Linked DNA regions of Mus musculus: region 1 is linked to region 2. Evidence: chromatin contacts called from public Hi-C data. All regions are on one chromosome and are shown on one strand. Each heading gives the region's core, a stretch centred on a gene start, on an enhancer-like site or on the middle of the called end of the contact. The rest is flanking DNA. Distances are from core to core; before and after follow the strand shown.

Region 1 (3,188 bases), core at 496-2,995, 540 kb before region 2:
CTGCCTAAAACACAAAACAAAACAAAACATGCTGGGGAAGGCTTCATTCTTGACCCTTGGCTTTACAATTTTCAACACAGCCAATTCCATTTACTTATTTCTAATGAGAATGCCATGCTCTGGTGTGGAGACCATTTTGCATTGGGGCATGAATGTTGAAGACTCCAGTGTCTACACCATTACCTGGCAGTAGCACCCAAGGGTCTGCTCTCATGCTCTCCACTGTGGCTCTTCCCTCTGGGTCAAAGGCTGAGGGAAAACTATGTGGGTCGGATTTTCCCACAGTTACTACAGAGTGTGTCTGATGAGGCCAGCACAGAGAGATGGAATTGAACAGACAGAAAATCCACAATCTGGGTCCCCAGATTAAACCATCTCTGAAATAGCTCCTTGGAATGGTGATCTCTTAGATGGGGTGTCACTTGAGACTGGCCTCCGACTTGAGATCCTTCTTCCTCAGCCTCCTGAGTGCTAGGGTTACCAGTACCCAAGTGCTAGGCCTGATGCACAACTTTTGATGACTTATTTGAGCAAGTAAATTTCTAGGGCTTTTTTTTTTTTTTTTTTTTTGGTCCCTTTGTGTAATTTAAGATTTTGTGTCACTTATAGGGAAAATATTAGGAAATACAACCTGTGTTTTCTGCAGGACCGGGCGACATGTAGGGAGGAGTTACAAGAAGGGAAGCAGGAATGGTTCTCCTGGCGACTGACAACCTTTAGCTGGAGCCCTGCCCCTGGGAACAGCAGAGATTTACCTGCATGAGCGCTCTGCAAGTCTTACAACAGAAGGCTTCCCATCTGGGAGCTGCAGCTGCTCTCAGTGTCTCAGCGTGACAGGCCCCACAGCGGCAGTCAAAGAAGTACTGAGAACTCAGCCTCTGCTGCCTCTCAGCAACGCCCATCCGGCTCTCGTGAGGCCCTGGAGAGAGATTACCCACAGTTCCTAGTCACACCAAGAGAGTCAATGCCTACTCTACCGAGGGGCTGGCCTAGTCATCACGTGACTGGCATGGTGGTGCTGGGTTGGGGTCCTGGCTCAGTGATAGACACTAGCCTAGCCTATATGAGGTTGGGTACTCTGCCCTATCATCTCAGAAAAAACAACAAAACACGGGTGAAAGTGGATACGTTTCCAAGCTGCTGGGGCAGGAAGAAAGAAGCCAAGAAAGTGCTCCTCGCTCATTTTCAGGATAGGCTGTCTACAAGGCATGGAGGGATATGGCTCACTGCCCTCAACGGGCTTTTTTATTACAGCCAGAAGACCTTTTTTATTGGCCCAAGGATGCATTGCCCTTTCCAGGAAAGACTCAGAGGATGAGTAGAGGCACTGGGCCCATATCTGCTGATTCCTGTCCCCTTATCCTTTTCATGTGAGGTGTGAGGCACAGCAGGGTAGTGGAAAGAAAGGCTGGCTCACCATAGCAGTGCAGAATCTCCTGTCCTTTTGCGATCCTCTGTGCTGCCCGGACGGTGGCGACAGTGCCAGTGAAGGACACACTGGTGTTGGGCCTGCAGGAGTGGTTCAGGAGGCTGACAACAGGGAAGATGCCTGTGGCAAGGCGTATCTGCCTGCTGTTGGTAATGATGCTCTCGTTAGACCCTGGAAGTGCAAGAACAGAAGGAAATGTGCGTCAGGACATTTGTCCCGTCCTTGTCATCTATTCCCCAGAAGATGAACTGAGCAGCTGGGCCTGAAGCCCATCTGAGTCATGGCTCTGCAGCCGGATCCGACAGAAATCAGATGGAACATGACTCATCGCAAACTCTGGTCCCCAGGAAGCAAAGTGAATGAGCACACACCGAAGCCTAACCATTATGTCTGTGTGCCACTCAAAACCCCAAGACTAGAATTTATAAAAAAAATAATCAAAAAGGGATTACCAGTGGGGTGCTTTCTAGACAGTTTCATAATACTTGTAGGACGCAGAAGCATAGCACTCCTAAGATTATCTCCCCACGATGTTTGAAGTCTAGGTGCTTTGGTTCAACTGCTCTTTGGTTGGCTACTAGAACGAGCATCCTGTCAGTGTAGCTCAGTTTATTTACTTACGCACCTTAAGTGTGTGCAAAACCCCGCAGCCTTCTTCATCCTACCCTTTGTCTAAAATTTTTGGAAACTGCTCTGCAGTCTCAGGTAAGCAAACCGTCTGTCCATGTTTTATTGAAGGTAGTCACTGCTCTGAAATCTCAGAGAAGCAAACTGTCTGTGCATGTTTTATTGAAGGTAGTCTTATGCCTCAGACAACCTCTTTTGTAGTACAGTCAGCTAGCACGACAACTGCAAGGAAGGAAGAAAGGGGCCTCTAGGCAGTGATGCCGGTCTCTATGAACTTCCATTCACACATATGTGAGTTCCTCATACCATGTGCACGGCTATGCTTAGTTAGGTTAGATTTCTGTTGCTATGGCAAAACTCTATTTTAAAAAAAGCAAAGGAAAGGTATGCTGAGGGATGCATGCTTGTAATTCTAACATTTGAGAGGCTGGGAAGAGAGGCTCAGCCTGGGCCATATAACTGATCTTGGCTTAAACAAAACCAAAAAAACCCCCCAAAAAACAGGCAGCAAAAGATGAGTTGGTTAACAAAAGTTAACAGTGGTCAAGGCGCTGGCAAGTGGACCTGGGAGACATGTAAGACCCAAGCTCTAACAGCCTACCTGCTCTTTAAACAAAATGCTAACTGATTTGGTTATGGAGTTTCTCAGGCCAAAGAAGTTCAGAAGCAGAGATCCTCCACGCGGGGAACACACAGCAGGGTTTTCTGGCAGTGGCAGGATAGTGATAGACCAGAGGAGGCAGAAAACAACTGTGTGAAACACAACAGCCTTGGGGCACACAAAAGGCCATCCCCACTCCAGGTTCATCACACACGCAACATTTCATTTAACTAGAGGCTTCTAACTGCATACCTACGAGGTCTTTGTAATAGACAAACATATGCCAGAAATAGGTATGATACATGTAAGATCGGCTACCTAGAAAGGCTTAAATTATGATCACAGCTTCGGTTTAAGCAGGAGGGAAATAATATTTCCAATAATCTGGGTGAAATGTGCAAAACACTGACTCTTAAAGGCAAACGGTTTTGTAAAAAAGTGGGAAACGATCAGACAACTGTGGTGTCACTGTCCGCGTGCCAGGAATCCTAACTAACCGCTTATCAGAAGTAACTAGTCTGGATACAAATG
Region 2 (3,025 bases), core at 39-2,538:
AAACTACACGCGATGCTCTCAATGATCTGCTCGCGGAACCTCACAGCTCCCAATCCGATGAAAGGTTTTTATCCCTCCCTGTCCCTGACTCACCTCATCCTCCACCCTAACCCCTCTGGGCTCACTTGCCACCCACTGCAGGGGCTCAAACAGCAGTGTTGGCATTAGGGGACTTATGCGCAGGGCCATTTCCTCTGTCAGAGGCAGATCAGTTGAGGACACAAGGAGCCAAGATCAGTACTGGCAAGAAGAGGGGATGTGCAGAGCAAATGGTTCTGAGTGAGGAAAGGAGGCTCTATGCTGAGAGAGAGAGCCACTGAGGAGGAGGGCTGGCCACCTGATGGCCTCTTGGGGACTGGAATGGCTCTCAGAGCCTCTCCCTGTTCCTGCCAATCATGTTGACAAATGCCAGGTTGTGGTCTCTTTCATTCTGTCTGCTGACAGGAAAGCCAGCCTACAGCCTTGTGCTTCTGACTGTGACTTAAGAAGACAGGGGCAGAGGAGGGACTGGATAGAGTCCCCAGAAGAGGCTGGCTCTAAGGATTGGTCTTCCCATGGGAGGCCTGTAGTATATGGCCTGGTACTTTGGCATGAAGCTAAAAATGCTTACCACAGAGTGTCCAGGAACAGTCTAGGCTCCCAGCAGCAGTGGGAATTCCTGCCCACAGGCCCCTGGCTCACTGTGTGGAGCTGAGCAAGTACTTTAACATCTCCAGACTTGGTTTTCTCACTGGTGCTCAGTGCTGTGCCACTGGTGTTACCCAGGTGACCCATACTCTAGGACCTCAACTTCCACGGTGGCTAGGATCTCCTTCTCTGGAGACAACACAGGACAGTAGTCGCGGCCCCTCAGCATGCCTCTGTGCACTGGATTCTTTTTTTTTTTTTAACATAGAGCTGTTTCAGTGAGAAGGAGCCCTCTTTGGAGAAACATCAACCAGGGAGGGGCTCCAGGAAAGGCTGGACAGAGACGCTGAGGATAGACTAGATCTTAGGTGCTAGAATTTTCCAATCCCCACCATATCTGTGCCACAGAGTTTTAACTGATCTTGCTTTTACAAAGGGAATCTACTACATTATACTCCTTACGGAGATGCTGTTGATGCGGTGTCTCTCCTTACACTTCTGTAGAGTTCTTCTAAAGGCCACAGTGTCCTCAGCGAGTCACTCAGCTTGCAATGACTCCTACTCCTGCCAGCCAGGCCCGTGGCTCAGAACACACCCAGTACCCATCAGGCAGCTCTGCCAGCTGCTCTTGTCCCTGCCACAGTTCTGCCCCTTCCTTTTCAGTTCTGTAGGCCCTGGGATACCCCACTTACTAGGTTGCTGACACACACACTTGCCATCTAGCTGTCTGCACCACAGGCTTGGACAACACTGTTTGCAGGTTAGCTGGCCTTGAGGAATGCGGGAAGGTTGACCTCATCATCCTTCAAACCGGCATCTTGGCAGTAGTGACACCACTGACTGCTGGGGGGAATGGCACACACTCCTGTAATCCCAGCACTTTGGGGGTGGAAGGAAGAGGGTCAGAAGGTCAGGATGAGCCTTAGCTACATAGGGAGCTTGAAGCTAGCCCAGGCTACTTGAGATCTCAGAAGAAAAAAGCAAGCCCACTAGCTAATATTAGGACTGAGGCCTCGAAATCAGACGAATTTCTAGGCCCAGAGGGTCCAGCGGCCTTGGGAGTAGTTTGGATAGCCTTTTGTCGAGTTTGGGAATTAGACCAACCCACTGGGTAGCCCCTGTGACCCCAGCACTTGGGGGAGGGGTAGCAGTATGAGAAGAAAATCTCGAGGGAAGTGGGAAGAAGGGATGGGGTGGAGCCCCCTGTGCACTCCAGTCCATAATGACAACACTGTTGAGTTCTGCAGCCATGGCTTTTTCAGGCCTGCAACATGCTTGACTTGTGCATGTGATTAAGTGGCGGGGTGTCCAGGTCTCTTCCCTCCCCCGCCCCGTTTCCTGCTGTCCCCCCACCCCACCCCCCACAGAGCAGAGATGCTGTTCACTCTAATTCTGCTCCAGGCCAGGCACCTTTCACTCGGAGTCCTAGGAGCTGTGTGGTTCACCCACCTTGATGGTTCACTTTAGACTTTCCTCATGCTCAGAGGAGAGAGTCAGAGTCAAAGCTGACCCAGCAGACCCCTGTCCAGCCTGCTGCCTCACCAGTCACTCACCCAGTCACTTCAGAGCTCCAGCTGTCTACACTGGGCTGTCACAGTGTAGAGAGTGTGCAGTGCTGGCTGGTTCAGCTCCTTCCTGGAGAATTAAGGTGAAGAGCATTCACCCAGGAGATGTGCCTTGGTTGGGCCCAACTTTCTGGGCACTGAGCTTGTTTCCCTCTGTGCCCATCCTCCACCCCCTGCACCTGTTACCATCCCTGCCTGCTGCCTGCTGCCTGCCTGGCTGGGCTGACTCCTCCCCACCCACCTCTGTCCCTACCCTGGCTCCTCCCACACCTGGCCTTCTGCCTGCTGCAGGGGTAGGCTCTAAACCCCCCACCACCTGCACTTACCCTCTCTGTTCCCAGAGTCTTCGGCATGGCTTGCAACCCCTCACTCCCAGAGCCGCAGCCCCCCTACCAAACATATCCCCTTAATTGACCTCCTGGTGGAGCTGAAGGTCCAGATACTGACACAATCCTACCCATGGGTCTGGTGGGACAAGACAGGGCAGCCCTTGAAGGGACTAGAGGGAAATCAGCTCGCCCTCACCACCAAGGCACACCCAGAGCTGGAGTCTGGCTATCTAAAAACACCAGTCCTTGGCCTCCAGACTGTGGGGAGTCAGGGTCTCTTGCTAGATTTACCTAGAAAACCATTAGTGAAGACCTCAGCACACACAGCTCTCCTTGATCTTCACTCTTTCCACACTTCGACCCCGTGATACCACTGAGTCCTTCACTGCCTCCCATCTCTGTGGCTCCCAGCCAGTGTTCACCCTGAACAGTGTTCTGCCCAATGCAGGCCCTAGAAACTCTAAAGAATCTTGACTCAGTTCTAATTTAGATCAGTAGGGATGG

Evidence for each region. Hi-C and Micro-C count contacts between places; a contact is called where the count stands out from the background.
Region 1: a Hi-C map of the N1E-115 cell line shows a contact between it and region 2, with 5 times the contacts expected there. The contact joins two enhancer-like sites.

Annotation. Positions count from the first base shown.
Region 1 is chr11:75,398,013-75,401,200 of GRCm38.p6, reverse strand. It overlaps Smyd4 (SET and MYND domain containing 4), which reads right to left. Exons shown (of 11, transcript NM_001102611.1): 6 at 1,418-1,600; 7 at 756-919. Among named protein-coding and RNA genes, the nearest start is that of Serpinf1, 23 kb to the left of the region's middle. Within about 2 kb of position 1,745, at least 70 of the 459 cell types and tissues checked have an H3K27ac peak or open chromatin away from gene starts, as enhancers often do. A contact at or near this core is called in the N1E-115 cell line, where this site is marked.
Region 2 is chr11:74,860,599-74,863,623 of GRCm38.p6, reverse strand. All of the region lies in intron 11 of Sgsm2 (small G protein signaling modulator 2), which reads left to right. Among named protein-coding and RNA genes, the nearest start is that of Mir6926, 6.1 kb to the left of the region's middle. Within about 2 kb of position 1,288, at least 28 of the 459 cell types and tissues checked have an H3K27ac peak or open chromatin away from gene starts, as enhancers often do. A contact at or near this core is called in the N1E-115 cell line, where this site is marked.